Regions from separate parts of the Zea mays genome. Here all the other regions are linked to region 4. The links are chromatin contacts, called in public Hi-C maps. All regions are on one chromosome and are shown on one strand. Each heading gives the region's core, a stretch centred on a gene start, on an enhancer-like site or on the middle of the called end of the contact. The rest is flanking DNA. Distances are from core to core; before and after follow the strand shown. Region 1 has its middle 49 kb from the start of LOC109942545. Region 2 has its middle 65 kb from the start of LOC100279490. Region 3 holds the start of LOC103638467 (probable phospholipid-transporting ATPase 4). Region 4 holds the start of LOC100273471 (RNA-binding (RRM/RBD/RNP motifs) family protein). Region 5 holds the start of LOC100276129.

Region 1 (3,273 bases), core at 690-3,189, 270 kb after region 4:
ATCGTCATCGGCACCATCGCGGTCACCTCCAAGGCCGCCGCCTCGGCGACCGGCGGCGACGAGGAGGAAGTCGCCGCTGCTGGCGCGGGATGGGAGCCGCACCGGCGGCTGGCCCGCGTGCCGTCCATGGCGTTCGAGCGTCTCAAGTCGTTCAACGGCCGCTTCGCCACGGCCGAGCCCGTGCCCGCCGAGACAGGAGTGGTGGATCTGGGGTACAACAAGCAGCCCCACACGGCGGAGATGGAGAAAGAGGGCCCTGTCGTCGTCGAGGGCGCTGTAGATCCTGAGCCCGAGCCCGAGCCCCAACACGCGGCGCACATGGAGCGGAGCAGGTCGGAGGCGGATGCAGAGGCGAAGCTGCCGTTGCTCCCGTCGCGTCTGCACAAGTCCGCCAGCGACAAGTCGGCGTTCGCGCACTTCGGCGCCGAGGAGGTGGAGGAGACCGTGCGCGCGGTGGAGGCGCGGCGCCCCGCGACGACGAGGGAGAACCGCGGTCGGCGGCTCCCCGTGGCGGAGCCGGAGCCGGCATCTGAGTCGTCGGAGTCCGAGTCCGAGTCAGAGGAGGAGGAGGCCAGCGGCGGCGAGGTGGACGCGCGCGCGGACGACTTCATCAACCAGTTCCGTCACCAGCTGAAGCTGCAGCGCATCGACTCCTTCATACGCCACAGGGAGACGGTCCGCCGCGGCCAGGCGGCGGCCCAGGGCGTGTAGGTGTGCCCCAGCGGAGGGAGCGAGATGCTGCAAGAGTCGGTGACACCGTGAGGAGAGGTTGAAATGGACGAAGAGAAGCTGCAGTGAAGGGAGATCGGGTGGGGGAGGAGGAGATGGTAATTCCTGCCTGCCTCCTTCGCCGTCTGCTTTGGTTTTTCCCGTTTGCTGGTTCCTGGTGCGAGCATGTCGTAGCTCCACACTATGCGTTTTTTTTTGGGGGGGGATAGGAGAACCTTGCCTTGCGCAATGTGGTATGCCACATTGCATCGCATCATATATATTCATAATATATGCGAATCGATAGTAGAAGGAAACCCGTAGCTGTAAATCTATGGCTCTCTTCTCTTTGCTAGCATTGCTGCTTCACGGTTCTTTACGGCTTTGTTTAGATTGCTGGTGCACATGGTCACAGGCAGCGGTTCTCCTCTCTTTAGCGTCTCCTCTGTCGCGGGAACAGAGGAATGCCGCAGCGAACAATCACGAGCAATGCGTGCGTAGCTGGAACAATCACGCAATGCTGATCAGCCCTGCCCCCTCTCTCTGGCTCTTTCTCCGTGAACGGCACTGTTCGATTGCGTTGGAGCGCCACTGGCGATTTTAAGATAAGGCACGGGCGATTGCTGCCTAGTCAGCAGTCACTCATGAGCACAAGCTGATCCCTTGGAGATTCCTCTAGAAACCTGTGTGAGGCGCATAGAGTACGTACGGCCAAGCATCGAGATGGTGGAATCGGCGGTCGCTCGCGGGGGCAGTTTATTACTTACTGCTGGAGCTGTCCCCTGCTGCCCTGGACCCCGTCGTGTTCGGTCGCTTTCCGCCTCTCCCCCGCCATCGCCCTGCTTTCTTTTAATCGCCGTCGCCGCGGCGCGCTCTCACATGGCACCACGGGCCGCATTGCGCGCTGCTGAGTGGTGGTGACACGGCACCTGCTCCGCCCGTTCCGTCTACGGCCGTATAAAAATCTGCCATCTTTGCCAGCACCTCATGCTCGAGCTCCACGTTCGATGCTGCTCGCAGTATAGTACTAATGCGTTTGCCATCGGTTGGCGCTGTTCATCTTCCCGGGCCAGCTCTCTCTCTCTCTCTCTCCTTACAAAATTGCAAGCATTGGCTCGTTTCCCGGCAACTTCCAGAGGTGAACGTTCAATCTCCACCCCATCATCCTGTGCAAGTGAGAAGAAGCGCAGGGCACAGATAGGCTACTACTACCAGTCCCTGCATCCTCCCTCCTCCCGGAACGACAGCTGTTTTGTTGCCTCGCGGGCGGACGGTGGATGGTCCTACTCTCGCGTCTGTGTCGCCGTGCGTGCGTTTGTTAGACGTGGACGCTGATCTTTGTGTTTGCCCACTAGTGTGCGGTGCACATGCGACCTTGCAGCATCGGATTCTGTCGCCGGAAACGAAATGGAACAGGACGAGGATATTTGTTTTTTCCTTTTCTTTTTGACTAGGACACGCTGCTTTCTGATGGATTTCTGATAAGGTGATGCCTTTTCGTGACGACCTTTTTATTTTGACCGAATAAATATCACCGTAACTCCCTTGGTAACCAGCAATATAATGCCGGATTCTCCATGGGTAAGCCCATGTTTGTTTACCTCAAGGTTATATGATCCATAATCTATAAATAGATGCTTATGTTATATAATCATGAAGTCTACGTGGAAGAGATCAAAGTAAAAAAAAACAAGCCCATCGACGATGCACAGCACATAATCGTTGTTCCAGAACACAGCCTGGCACTAGTACATAGAAGCTCTGTAGATGCAGTTATTGTTCACCCATTTTATACTGACGTTTTACAGAACTGGCTATGATAGACGCTAGTAGAAAAAATTATTTGTAAAGACGGTAATTGAGAATTGCCATGGCGGTTGAAATAAGAAAACCGACAGTGGAAATAGATTTTCACTGTAGGTCAAAGTAATAAAACCGTCAGTGGTAAAATATTTTCCAAAAAACATAAAATATGTTTTTAAAATAGCAAAAAAAAATTACAGGAGGCCTCACCCAGGTCTCACTCGCCCGTTTCCGTCGAAGTATATATCCGAGTATAAATTGATTATTTGAGGTTGTAAATAAATTTAAATAAAAAAGTTGTCAACTATAAGTTTCATAACTTTTAAAGTTTATAACTTTTATTTTGATATTTTTCTCATATGAGTTCGTTTGCAAAATTTGTATTTTAAATTTGACAAATTTAGATACAATTTTTTAGAGTTAAAATGATTTCAAATAAAAAAAGTGTCCAATAGAAAGTTTCATAACTTTTAGAGATCTACAAATTTTATGTTGGTTCTTCATACGAGGTCATTTGAAAAACTCAAAAAATCAGGATATAGATGATTTCTAATGACCGTTTCTTAAGAAAAATTGATTTGTAGTTGCGGTTCCTTAATAAAACCGTCTATAGAAATTATAGATTTATAGTACCGGTTTTCTTAAGAAATCACATGCAGAAATATGATTTCTATAATCAGTTTTTTTAATAAAACAGGCACTAAAAATAACACTGATGATTGATTACTAAAACCGTATGTAAAAATCAAAGTCTATCATAGA
Region 2 (3,399 bases), core at 377-2,876, 450 kb before region 4:
CCACTACGTACCTTTGTAAGTGACGAAAAAGAGCTTAGGCAGCTTTCCTATTGTTGACCTCATTTAGCACCACTACCTCTGCTCTGGCGTAAAGGGCTTCACGTAGAATCTAGATCTCATCGCTCGAGAGGGACCCGTTGAGGAGGAGGGATCATAGAGTTACTTTGGGGTCGACAGGCCACCTAAAGCGGCTCTAGATGACGTAGAGCCGAAGGTAGGTGAAGATTGAGATTCGGAAGCTACAAATAAAGCTACGCTACGTCTACTCCTAAGGCATGATAATGTAGATAGATTGGCTCGATTGGATTGTGTGTGTTATCAATCAGTCGTACCCCTTCATATATATAGGGTGGAGGTCTAGACCCAATCCTAGGCGAGATCCAATAGTTTCTCTTGATTTTGTTAGATTAACCATGCATGATATAACTCCAGCCTAAATTAATCTAATCACTCTAATCATGGACCGTCCGAGCCAAATGACCGAATCGTCCAACCATCTAGGTAGGGATGGCAACAGGTTTGAAACCCGCGGGTAGAACATTTACAAACCCGTACTCGTTACCAGCGACGGTACAATATGCTACCCATAACCGCTACTCGCGGGTATACATGTGAGCACCCCACCCAACATACATACATACATACATACATATATACATACATACACACACAAATAAGTATACATATACAAATATGTATATATATATATATATATATATATATATATATATACAATATGTGCACACATATTATATATATACACACACATCTATAGAAATGTGTATGCACACACAAACGTATATATCCATTGCAGGTACACGTGTTTGCGGGCACGGGTACAACACTTTCACACTCATGAGAAAAAAAATCGTTGGATTGAGAATCAAACCCACATACGTAAGTGCGTGTACAAACTCACACCCAAAATCGCAACCTATAGGGTTTTTACCCGCGGGCACGCGTGTAAAATATACCCATTGCCATCACTACGTACAGGTAGCAAATTTAGTGTTTAACATTTATCTCATCTTTTAGTTTAATCTCTGCTTTATAAATTATATATTCTACTATATAAACAGTGTTTTACACCAACACAGATGAGTAGATAGCCCTTACGCCGGAGTACGTATGGAGGTTGCACACAACTTCACCGACAAGCAAGAAAGGAGCCATCCTGGCGCATCCACCATGATGTATACAGTAGCATGGACGCAAGAATGGCATTGCACTTGGATGCATTCGGAAGGAGAGGGTATGTCAAAAGGCAGCACAAAAGTGTTGTCTTGTAAAGTAAGTGTAGCCGGTTTTGGTCAAAACGAAGGGAGAACTGCAACATAACATAAGTACCGTACCAGATAGGGCCTCTCTGTTTTTGTGTTCAGAGAGTATGAAGCACCACCACACCACCGTGGCCTCAACGAACCAGTCCAAAAACCATTGGACACGGATGCCGCTGTTGGACCGGACCTGAAGTATGAAGCAGCAGTCCAAAAAGAATCATTATCATCACTAATGGAAGCAGCCATCATTTGGCATTTGGCACCCAGAACCAGAACACGGAGTGGAGGGTTTAGTGAGCGTAACTATCCTGCGCCGGCCGGCTGCCACAAGCAGCAGTGCAGCATGCCAACTACCCCTGTCGCGCTAGCCGAGCAAAAGGTGATGGTGACGTAGCAGGGTCACGTGTGTGTCAGGCTGTCAGCGCGTGTGCGATCGGCCCCGGAGAAGGAAGGGGAAAAAAGCTCGGCACGGCAGTTCACTACGATCGCTCTTCTTGCTTGAGCTGCCTTCTCGTCACTTGAGTATTGCTTGTTCTAAAAAAAACTTTAATCATTCGTCTTATTTAAAAAAATAATAAATTATCATTTATTTTTTTATGATTTATTTTATCACTTAAGATAGTTTATGTTTAACTTAAAATTTTATATTTTTTAATAAATATTTTGAATAAGACGAGTGGTTAAAGTTTTAAAAAAAGTTAACGGTGTCATATATTTGTGAACGAAGGTAGTACTAGGTTTTAGGTTTGTTTAGTTAGTGTTTGGTTCCAGAGCTAGTTGGTATGGAGGGGCTCCAATTCGAAGAGTGGCTCCGTTCATAAGATTTTATGGAACTGGATGATTCGACATTTGAGCATAATTTTTGTTTTTTAGAGTTACTTTGTCCTACATGAATTCAATTCAAGCAACAACAAATTAAGAGCGGACCGGTTCCGTCCCACTATACTTCGGAACCAAACAATACCATAGTCATCTAATGTGATGCATCCCTGTTTCTATTTCTATGGGTAGCACCACATCCCTCCGTTTAAAAGTGCATCAATTCATTTGAATTCTCTATGTTAAAAATTACATTAATTCATTTAAATTTGTCGAGGAAATCTCGATAGTGTTTATGGAATTAGAGATAGGCATTCACACAGATCTAGTTTCGAAGGCAAGGGCAGAAAGATACAAGATTTATATCGGATCAGACTCAAAATGAAATAATACCCTACGTCCAGTTACGGGTGGCTATGTTTCTGTGTCCCCCGTCCCTTTATAGCCAAAGGAAGAAGATTGTTACGTGGATATAGTATTCTATAATCTTTCACTTGCACCAGAGTTAATCATCTATGTAACTGTTACAACTCCTTAAGTGTGTGACTCGTTAGGTTCATGTGTAGAAGGCTATGATCAAAAACCATTTTTGAGCCATTAGTCATAGGTGATGCCTAGCAACACATATTGAATCTTGTGTACATATAAAATACCATATCAGTTGAACCTTGACATACACATGTCTTAATCGTTTTGCCACATGATATTCGTCAAAATTAAGACGAGATTTATGCCACCCTTGTAATAGCTCAACACTTCACTTGATCTTGTAGTGGATTACAACTTGTCACCAACTCCTTAGTCACGTCAATGAATGTCTTTAATCGCACTGGCATGGTCATGCACTTTCTTAATATGACCATATTGAGGGATTTAGAGATATCCCTCCCGTTATGTAGCAGGAACAAATTCTATCTTGATCCGCTTACATCACATCCTATGTTTCATGGTACACTTGAAAATTGATTTTAAACTACCTAGTTATGGAGTAGCACTTGATAGCCCCAATATGTATCACTACACATAGTGAGATATCTAGTCTAAGGACACAATAGGTATACCACTTGAGAATGCTTAATGGCACATTTTTAACATAACAATTCCAGCATAATCTCGGAGTAGGTCAATCTAACACCATGAACTTTATCATATGTCTACATTATTGATTTGATATCTCTATAGCAATGTTTTGTGAAACATGATCATCAATCAATACATGTGTTGGTCTATAAAATCGTTGTTGTCTCACAGAATGACATAAGACTAGGGATATTTTGAATAACAATATAAGATATAGGAT
Region 3 (3,203 bases), core at 670-3,169, 320 kb before region 4:
TCTGCACCCATCTCCAATTCGCTCTAAGCTTAGCTACTAGCTTACAAGCCTCTTGGGCCTAATTTCCTGAATAAACCTGAAGTATCAACTACTTGGTTCTGGCATACCATTTTTTTTATATGTTATGTTGGCTAAATGCAAGTATAACACTAACAGGTTGCTAAAATCAGCATGTTTGTCTTCATTCTTGGTCCTGCTAGCATGTAATCGAAAAGCATCTACTTTTTTTTTCTTCAAATAGACCCCCTCTCTCCCCCAAATTTTTTTGTGATGTTTGGAACTTTGGATTGTATGATTATCGCTGTGGTGACCATTTGTAGTAGAGTTTCACCCAACGAATAAGCAAAATCATTTCATTTGGATCTTTCAGGATGATCAAGCTGCTGAGATCCAGGCTCAAGGATTATCTAAGGATTTTGTGCAGTGGGTTAATCAAGGAGAGGCATTTTGGTACTGATATTCCAAGATGGGTGTACCATGTAAATTCAAGGCACATGATGGTTGCACTTGCAAAAGGGGGGAAAATAAGGGAGAAGTCTACATGATGGCAGTCCAGACCTCATTTCAAAGCATATTAACTCTTAAAGACCATTGCAAGGAGGGACCATCAATGTGCATGAGATTGTTTGTCAACCATCAACAATTCAGCATTCTCTTTGCGGTATACGAATATGATGATGGGCTGAGTCACACGCACTGTTAGAAGACTTGTGTAGGGAAGTGTACCATTCTGTTCATTTATTGAAGCTTGCTCACCAGGCTGGTAGATAGTGCATTGTTATTATTTTTCTTAAAAGGAATGAAAGAATTTAGGTAGTTTATTCTTTTTAAGATGTACCATTGTCCAGGCATCATCCCCATCTCTCTATCGTGTAAATATATATGTCCCAAGTGTTCCACTTTTTCCTTTTCCTTCCATGAGAGTTGAGGTGGGCATGAAAGCATCATTTTTCCCTCAGTCTCTTTGTATAGGTCTTTTGAAATCATGTACATTTATATTTTGTGGCAAGCAGAGAGATTGTTGTGTAATTTCCATTGTACCAAACGTCCAAACCCCTCTTACCAATAGAAGTTCCTTGGACTGTTTATCACATTGCAGATTGATTTAATACTTGTTTTAAACTATCTGATTCTGTGCAAAATCTTCGTGTGATTTCTTAGGGTCCCTTTGTCAGGGCTTCCCGGAACTGGTTTCTGTTCTGGCTTCATATTTTACTAGGTGAATGGCCGTGCGTCACAGGTCCGAGTTTCTCTTCGGTGTCATCCCGGACATCTCACATATGTCATTCTCTATCTCATAATTATATAACACATATATGCATATATAAGGTATCAAGATATTATATGTCTCCGTTGCAACGCACGGGCACTGACCTAGTTTTTTTAATAAGACGAGTGATTAATTATATTTTAAAAAGTTAACGGAGAGAATATTAATTATTAACCGGTCACAACACACGAGCAGTCTCTGCCGGCGGTTGCCAATTGCCATGTCCGCAGCTACGCCGCCTCCGTTTCCGCATACGGCTCGACCACACCACCGCCGGTGTTGCACGGAGCCAACCGTTTTCCTTTTTTTTCTTTTCTCGACTTAAAAAGGGGAGAATAGTAACAAGCTTTGCCAACCCACGACTCGGTGGTTGTTGGGCACGATCGCACGAGCACGTACGCGACGCGCAAAGCGACGAGCGCCTATATATACATCTTGCAGCTCAAATATCCAAGTTAACTTTATTTACGTATGGTCATGCTACGAAAAACAAATTATATACACTTTACTTAGCTAAAAATACAAGTAATAAGCTAAACGAAAGTCGAAAGGGGGAATGAAAAATATTTTGCCGAATTGATGTACAGCGTGGGGAACCTCGACGAGCGATCACGGTTGATATAGATATAAATGGCGGATTAATATTATCGGACTTAATTAATCGATTAATTCCTCTCTCTCTCTCCTCGTCTCACCACCTCCACCTCGCGGCCTCGCTAGTCGCTCCCCACCTCGTTCCTTCCCCCTCCCCACCCTTCTCGCTCCGCCCCACCCCACCCCACCCCCGTACCAGGTACCACCACCCACCCAAGCGTCGCCGGCCGCCGCGGGCGAATCCCCGCGCTGGAATCGACACCCCGCCTGTTCGCTGGACTCGCTGCCTCGGCCCTTCTCTTCGCACCTCTCTCAGCCTCGCCACCCGGGTTGGTGCACCCCGCCTTCCCTCGTCTCAATCTCCCCAGCTGGATGCTGGCGCCTCGGTTCCTGGTCCTGCGAGTTTTCCTCGCCCCCGTCGTTTTTTTGTGCTCCTCGTTTGCACCCGTTGCGGAGGTTTTTTGGGCAGCTCATTCGGTTTGCGCTGTTTTCTCTTTCCACGGGTGAATTAGGAGGTAATGTGTCTGCAATACACGCGGTTATAATTTGTGCGTTGTTTTAGCGGATTCCAGGTTTCCATGGCGTGAGATTTCCATGTCTGCAACTTCCTCTTGTTTGATTTCTTGGTCTTTCATTTCTTTGTTTCTTTTTGTTTCTGTTTTTTTATTCGCTGACGAGATCACGAACTGAGTCCCGAAGTTGCAGGTCCAATTCGCCCCGCGGTATAGGAATCCCATCCTAGATTCCATCGAGGGGCTGCAATGCCGGCACCTGCCTAGCTGGAAATCGGGCGCTAACGGACACCGGGCGCCGAGATGGGCCGTTCCGGCCGCCGCAGGCGGGACCGCATGCGGTGGAGCAATCTCTACACCTTCTCCTGCTTTCGCGCCCAGCACGAGCACGCCGGCGATGCGGGCCCCTCCTCCGACGGGGCTGGCGCCGTCGGCGGGCCGGGCTTCTCGCGCGTCGTGTACTGCAACAACGCCGCCCTGCAGAAGCCGCTCAAGTACATCACCAACTACATCACCACCACCAAGTACAACGTCGTCACCTTCTTCCCCAAGGCCATCTTCGAGCAGTTCCGACGCGTTGCCAACCTCTACTTCCTCCTCACCGCCATCCTCTCTCTCACCCCGGTGTGCCCCTTCTCTGCCGTCAGCATGATTGCTCCGCTGGCATTTGTCGTTGGCCTCAGCATGATGAAGGAGGGGTTGGAGGACTGGCGCCGCTTCATGCAGGACATGAAGGTGAACAACCGCAATGTCAGCGTGCACAAGAGTGATGGCGAATTCGACTACCGGCACTGGGAGGACCTTTGCGTAGGCGATGTGGTCAGGGT
Region 4 (3,380 bases), core at 264-2,763:
GATTGTTAGCAACTAAAACAAATGACTAAGTGCTATAATCATACCTTTTTTATTCCTTTTCATAAGTATTTGCAATATGCCTAAACTCAAGCCCCAAAAGTGTTTTTCTTATTTTCCACAACATTTTGGATTTGATTGCTTCAATTTGCTTTCTAAACACATGTGCTCATGCTCATATGAAGAGTGTTAGTTCATAGTGGTATGTTGAGTAGAAATCACCAAAACACTTAGAAATAGCTCAAGGGCACATTTCCCTTTCATAAAGTTTGATCTTGGTGATCACTTGAGTGAGAAAAGTGTTGAAAGTGACCCGGTCCTTCGGGAATCCTTAACAGAGACGTATGTTTCGTTGTGAAATTGAACCTCGATAAACAAATTACCATGTACATTGTGTTCTTTCTCTCATCCTCATCTCTCATTTCAAATTTCACTCTTTAAACAGTGCAATCTATAGTGAAAAACAATGTTTTACATGGCTATATGCATGATCTGCTGATCATAGCCTTAGAGAAGTTTTTTTAAAGAAGTGAGCCTAAATATAGAATGTCTATCAAGAATCTATAAACCCTACAAACATGCCTTTATTATGCTTGTTAGATGAGTACTCCACAATCGCTAAATAAGTGTACATATCACTTCTCGATAAAACAACTAATAAAAAATAGTGTTCCAACGGTTCTAAATTATAATAGGTTTAACATTTTAGATATGTTACTCTTATTATGTATCCAAATATAATGCATATCTAAATGCATAATAAAATCTATGTATGTAGAAAAACCAAAACATCTTATAATTTGAAATAGAGAGGTATCAATATCTTGGTGACAAAAATAAGTTTATGAAAAATATATACAAATACTTGTTATTACTTGTTATGTATAGTAATTATTAGTACCTTTTGTTATATATTTGATCAATATAAATCTTTTGACTTCTATGAGAACAAGATATGTAGCTATTGGTCATATTTAGAATTTCTAAGAAAGGAAATTTCAATTAAAATATTTTTAGCTAATAATTTATAAGCACATTTTAAAAAATAAACATCATCTTGTAGAATTTTATTTTAATTAGAAATTTTAAGGTTGGTTTTAAGAAAGAAACAATTTCTACGATTCCACCGTCGTTATGCGTCACCATTCCTCATCCTTCCCCTTCTCGCTTTATGTAATAATAAGTTATGATTATGCATAAGTGGTGAAATTTTAAAGGTAGTTTTATAAAGTCTCTACCATATAAAAAAGTTAAAAATCAAACCTGTATATATACTACGGTACAAAATTACATCTAAACTTACGCCCTTTAGCCGCGAACACGCGGGTAAAATGTGTCCGTTGTGATCTGGCAGGCAATTCCTCCAAGCAAACCAGCCCGCAGCATCTCGCTCAATCGCACGAATCGCCTCGCGCATCCAACGGGGCCAGCGAACCCAACGTGTCGTATGAACCCAGCCGAGCCACACCAAAGCCACATTCTTTGAGCTTCTACCGGCTCCAATTCCACCCCTCGCCGCCATCTCCGTCTCTCTCTCTCCCGCAACCAAGCAGTTCAACTCACACCCGAAGCGGCGCCGCTAGGGTTTGCTCCGACAGCCGCGAAACCTAGTCCTTACTGCGCCCTCCCACAGAGGCCGTCATTCACTAATCTACCTGCTACGCTTCGCTTCCCGCTCCGATTGGGAGCTAGGGTTTAGCTTATCTCCGAGCTCAGCTTCGGGTCGCGGCACGCGGCATGGCGGGGTACGGGGAAGAGAACCAGAACGCCATGAACGGGTACGAGGAGGAAGAGGAGGAAGAAGAAGTTGAAGAAGTCGAGGAGGTGTACGAAGAGGAGGAGGAGGGGGACGGGGAGGGGGAAGGAGACGAGGGGGCAGCCGCCGAGGCAGCAGCGATGGCGGCCGAGACGAGAAGTGTCGATGGAGGCCGGGGCCTAGCGGAGGCCGTTGGGAATGTTGATGCCGGAGGCGAGGATGAGAGGGATGCAGATTCTAGCGGCGGTGACGCTTCGGGGTGAGTTGCTTGCTATGTAGTTTTTTTTCTTCATATAGTCCGGTCTGTTGGATTGGATTAGGCGTGGCTGATAGCTCTGGTTTGGTGCATCCTCATATGTGCTTTTGCAGGAAGGTTTTCGTAGGGGGTGTAGCCTGGGAGACAACTGAAGGTAGCGAGCAATTCTTTTGAATCTAACTATGAATCTATTTTGGTTTATATCACGTGAAGTGTTGTAGCAAAACACAATATATTCTGGGAAAACAACACAGTACAAATGAGAATTAGTTCTTAGCTGTGTTCTGTTAGCATAAAAGAAAAATACGTTGCAACATGTTGCGCTGCAAAAGATATAGCTGTTTCTGTTTTTGTGAGTTACTGATCAATTTCTGCATTGAGTTGGATCTTGGATGAGTCACTGATGCACTTCGATTTTCCTTAGCTAGTCTAATTTATGTGGTAAAAGCTTAGAGTTGGGAGCTACTGCTGCCTCCATTATATTGATGATGGAACCAATCTTATATTTTGTATATCTCTCTCCATCATATTGATGGAAGCAACCCTATACTTTGTTTTCTTGTTGGTGTATTCTGAATTATTATTATAAAACATTGCTGTTTGGTGATTTGTGCCAGCCTACTTAATGGATTTCAGAAACATGGCAATTCTGAACATTTAGTTCTTTTTTTCATGACTGTTGCTACATAATCTGTCTAATTACTAATCTGGTTATGAGATGCTGTTCCATGTTTGTCTGCTCCGTTATTTTTTGTGCTGATCAGCTACTTATTGTGTTGCGATGATGATCATATCAATACATCCAGACATGCTATAAATTATTAATCAGTATGCTTTATTTTATGCAATTATTCTGGAACTGTATATAATTTGACCAATACAGATTGGACTTCAGTTGGCGCATTGGTAGGAGATGTTCTGCTTTGATCTGTTTGATAACTTAGAACTGATAATTGTGACTCATTGTGCATAGATGTGTGAACTAGAAAACAGTAAATGAAGTTCATTTCAATAATTTAGTGACAATGTGGGTGAACTGGAAAAATAGAGTTCTTTTATTTGAGAAATCGAATGACAATTAAGTGTGTGTTTGCATTGATGTTCTAGAATTGTTTGTCAGTTTCTTGTGTTCCTAACTTACGGATTATAGGAGCATCATGGTCTTAATGTCACATTATTAGTTCGCAATCTCACATGGTACTGCACTGTAGCTAACTAGCTAACCATAGTTGTCTTCAAGATGAATCCTTCGCATTAATGATCCTCCAAATCTACTCCAAAATTGTATGTGAACCTTTTACGAGTCATGTTGTTCATTCACACTTATTTTAGTATCTAGTAGTGCCAAGTATCTGCAGCTACAAAAGAAAC
Region 5 (3,538 bases), core at 287-2,786, 450 kb after region 4:
TCATTCCAAGCCGAGATAGTGCCGACTTCTAAGGCGAGGGACAAGATTAAAAGACCAACCCTCAACCAAGATGCAGGAGCACAAATGGAGATAATTTCTGGGGAAGACCTTTGAGTAGATTGTTTTCTAAAATCTACTCAAAGCTCGGGGGCTACACCCATTGGGTGCACCTCCGGTGCACCCAATAAAGTTCAGAATCCTACAAAATTGAAATGCCGACCTCCAAGGCACAAGCATGAAACCAAGCCTCGGTCAAATGAGTGATCGGAGCAAGAGAAGACAGCAGGAAGACGTTCTTCTTCAAAACACCCGCAAGTTGGACCTGGGATCTTTGGGCTGATTACTTCTAAATTAACCCAAAGATCGGGGGCTTGTGGGGGATAGATATCCCCCGGGTCCACTAAAGGAGTAAAAGACCTCACGAAAGGCCTAAGGGCCCAATAAATCATGAGGTCATTCCTTCGTGGGCCTGGGAAGAAACAACCAACAAGGCAGAGCGACGTGATACCGGATTGGTGCAAGCCCGGATGGCCCACAACGTTGAGCGAGTAAATCGCAACAGAGACCCGACTTTCCCGCGCTGAAGCCCCATGCAACGGAGCCATGCGAGGATAAGTCGGCGAGGGTTACATAGGGATAAACTCAAGAGGTTCACTACCTTTTAGCTACTTGTTGTTATCATATCCCCATGTACTGCCCCACGGTCGAGTATATAAGGCCTAGGGGGCACCCCTTTAGAACGATCGACCCTATCTTACTTAGCCACCCACATCAACTCTCTGTGTCTTCAATCCAGAGAGCCCTCTTGTAACCACGCTCACATACTCACCAGGACGTAGGGTATTACACATCTCTAAGCGGCTCGAACCTGTAAATCTTGTCCACTGTCCCTCGTGCGATCGGCACGAACCATTTTGCTACAGTCGTCGACAGCGTCCTACTCCTAGAAACATCTTGAGGGGCAACCCCGGGTGTGCGGTCGGACCCAAAACACCGACAGCTAATTTTAGCAACTAACTATTAGTTCTAGTACATTCAAACACCCTCTAAGTCCTAGCACTAGCTATCTGTATAGATCATTTTTTGTCGGTCAATGGGTCTTTGATACTCCAGTTGCTCAAGAGGCCTGTCTGTGAGGCTCGTTGGCCCGTTGGGCTATCCCATAAAAGGAACAAACCGTTGTTTTTGTTTCCTGTCCGTAGGGTCTGTTTGGTTCAGCTTTTTTCTGACCAACTTTTCTGAGAATCTGGCTGTGGGAAGAATCTAGCTGTGTAGAGAATCTGAGTATCATTAGGATTACGTGCGGAAGAAGATAAATGTGTCCATAGGACTCAGGATCTAGAAAGTGACAGATTCCTATTATTGCAACGATTCAACCGATTATATGTTTATGTTGATGTTGAATGATTTTTACCTAAACGAATTTTATAGAAGCTGACTGAAAAGCTGAGCGTTTGGCAGTCCGCAACAGCTTTTGGTGGTCAGAAGCCCAAAAAAAAGCTAAAACAAACAGGGACGTAACCATGCGGCAGCCCATTATTCGGATCCGAAGCCCACTAAAACTTGCGATCGTCCCGGACGGATCCATTTGGCTCTGGTCGTCACAAAGTTGTTTGTGCATCGCGGCGGCGACAAGGGGGCGACGAGGCAGGCGGAGCGGGCGGCGACTACAGCGGCAGCAGATCTCACGGAATGGTGAACTCTCCACTGCCTTCTCTTGCGTAGATCCAGGGTTCTGCTTGGGAGCCCGCTGTGCTGACCCAGGGGATTCGTGTCGCAGGCGGCGAAGGCAATCTCGAGCCCCGTGCCGGTGGAGTGGTACCCGACGCTGGCCGTCGTCATGGTATCCGTAGGCCTCATGTTCACCGCCTCCTTCTTCATGTGAGTCCTGTTCGTCCGTCATCTGTTACTGTACCTTGCGGATTTGGCAGACGAGTCATTCACTTGCCTGGTGCCCTGATCTGATGTGTTTACCCGCACATGCCTCGTGTCTGCTGAGTTTATTGGTAGGGTGTATTGACCTGCCCGCTCGTTCCGATTGGAGATCTCATCTGTTGCCCTCATCTGATGTATTTAGCTGTCGAGTTTTAGCATCTATTTTCTATGCTGCTAGGGGAAAACTCCATTCATGGTGGGACAGTCATGGATTATTATTAGTCGCCGTGGGTGTTTCTGTAATGTTGGATGGCACACAGGGGTTGGTGCTTACTGTTTTCATGAATTGGAGTGTGGGTTTAGGTTTGATGAGAACATTCTTGCCTGTGGCATTTTGGGGTGATTTTGAAGTTGCAACAGCAACCAGTGGAACCTGATGGGCATTTTGGAGTATAGTAGCATTTAACTCTGGTGCTTGTTTCAGAGGGATTTCCTTTTTGACCTGTTGAATCTTTTTATACTGGGTTGGTAAGTTGTTTGCTGAAATAGAACATGCACCATATAACTTTGTTAGTAGAATTAACTATTTATTGGAGAAAAACACACATACCTTGTCTGACTATGCATACACAAACTGCTGCCTGGTACCTTGATTAACCGAGTCTGTGGTGCTGACCCTGACCAACTCTTGAAGAAACTTTTTGTGAATGCAACTGACTATTTGTTTCTTCCTTTATGTGTGTGAATTCATTGCCTAACAGAACTATCATTCCTAGTCTAACAGTTGTACTAAGAAATCTATAAAGATAATATCCAGCACTTTCAGTACAAGAAGGCTCTCCTCATGTAATATTGTTTTTTTAAAGTCCTAATTTAATCTTATGGTTACTTTCAGTTACATGAGGATCTCCCTGTATATTATTGTGCTTGTCTAAATTCCCAAATTTAATCTTATGTTTGTTTTCTTTGGTCAAATATCACATGCTGGCGTACCCATCATGTGTTGTGCATTTCTGCTTTGATTTTGATCTTGATTTACATTTCAATTTCAACGCAATGTATTTCCATCAATTTGTGCTCAAGTGCCTACAGTTTCGATGTCACACCCGGATTTAAGGAACAAAGCCAGGTGCATCTCATACATGCGCCAAAGAAGACAACATATATAATAACAGAGTGTATAGAGATAAATGTCACAAAACATCAGAGTATTTATTACATAGCGGAAGGCTTATTACAAAATAAAAGAATAATTATAAAACGAACTAAGGATCGTCGGCGCCAATGTCGACCGAGACACGCCACCTAGATCAGATCGAACTCCTCAGTGTTAGGCGGCTCCTCTTCGACCACCTGTTCTTCTCCTGTGGGGGGGGGGGGGGGTGTGAGACAGCAAGAGTGAGCTCACATACGTTCATAGCTCAACAAGTCGTGGGGAATAATGTGGCATGAACTCACCAAAGGTGGGAGTTCATGTAGTGTAAGGCTGATCAATGAAACAGAGGTTGAGGCTGAGCATTGCTTTTATAAGTTGGTCAAAATTTTATTAGCAATTACTAAGTGTAAGTAAATACCAAACCTTAATAATAATAAAGAACAGTAATAGTAAAATAATCCCAAATGCGATGCAAATGTCAAATTGAATTTAAGTTCCATAATTAAT

The links. A called contact is a pair of places that touch in the nucleus more often than the background predicts.
Region 1: a contact with region 4 is called in a Hi-C map of leaf, with 2.2 times the contacts expected there. The contact joins the enhancer-like site here to the promoter of LOC100273471 in region 4. A contact is called at or near these places in 4 of 25 Hi-C or Micro-C datasets (ear, leaf and tassel).
Region 2: a contact with region 4 is called in a Hi-C map of tassel, with 2.9 times the contacts expected there. The contact joins the enhancer-like site here to the promoter of LOC100273471 in region 4. A contact is called at or near these places in 2 of 25 Hi-C or Micro-C datasets (ear and tassel).
Region 3: a contact with region 4 is called in a Hi-C map of endosperm, with 3 times the contacts expected there. The contact joins the promoter of LOC103638467 here to the promoter of LOC100273471 in region 4. A contact is called at or near these places in 6 of 25 Hi-C or Micro-C datasets (bundle sheath, ear, endosperm and 2 more).
Region 5: a Hi-C map of tassel shows a contact between it and region 4, with 6 times the contacts expected there. The contact joins the promoter of LOC100276129 here to the promoter of LOC100273471 in region 4. A contact is called at or near these places in 2 of 25 Hi-C or Micro-C datasets (ear and tassel).

Annotation. Positions count from the first base shown.
Region 1 is chr9:72,833,202-72,836,474 of Zm-B73-REFERENCE-NAM-5.0, reverse strand. No RefSeq gene overlaps it. Among protein-coding and RNA genes, the nearest start is that of LOC109942545, 49 kb to the right of the region's middle. Within about 2 kb of position 1,939, at least 19 of the 20 cell types and tissues checked have an H3K27ac peak or open chromatin away from gene starts, as enhancers often do. A contact at or near this core is called in ear, leaf and tassel, where this site is marked.
Region 2 is chr9:73,547,203-73,550,601 of Zm-B73-REFERENCE-NAM-5.0, reverse strand. No RefSeq gene overlaps it. Among protein-coding and RNA genes, the nearest start is that of LOC100279490, 65 kb to the left of the region's middle. Within about 2 kb of position 1,626, at least 15 of the 20 cell types and tissues checked have an H3K27ac peak or open chromatin away from gene starts, as enhancers often do. A contact at or near this core is called in ear and tassel, where this site is marked.
Region 3 is chr9:73,419,040-73,422,242 of Zm-B73-REFERENCE-NAM-5.0, reverse strand. LOC103638467 (probable phospholipid-transporting ATPase 4) reads left to right here and starts at 1,919. Exons shown (of 11, transcript XM_008661370.3): 1 at 1,919-2,193; 2 at 2,570-3,203. The coding sequence starts at 2,680.
Region 4 is chr9:73,099,990-73,103,369 of Zm-B73-REFERENCE-NAM-5.0, reverse strand. It overlaps LOC100273471 (RNA-binding (RRM/RBD/RNP motifs) family protein), which reads left to right and starts at 1,513. Exons shown (of 5, transcript NM_001147908.1): 1 at 1,513-2,012. The coding sequence starts at 1,735.
Region 5 is chr9:72,649,070-72,652,607 of Zm-B73-REFERENCE-NAM-5.0, reverse strand. LOC100276129 reads left to right here and starts at 1,536. Exons shown (of 4, transcript NM_001367839.1): 1 at 1,536-1,695; 2 at 1,781-1,881. The coding sequence starts at 1,693.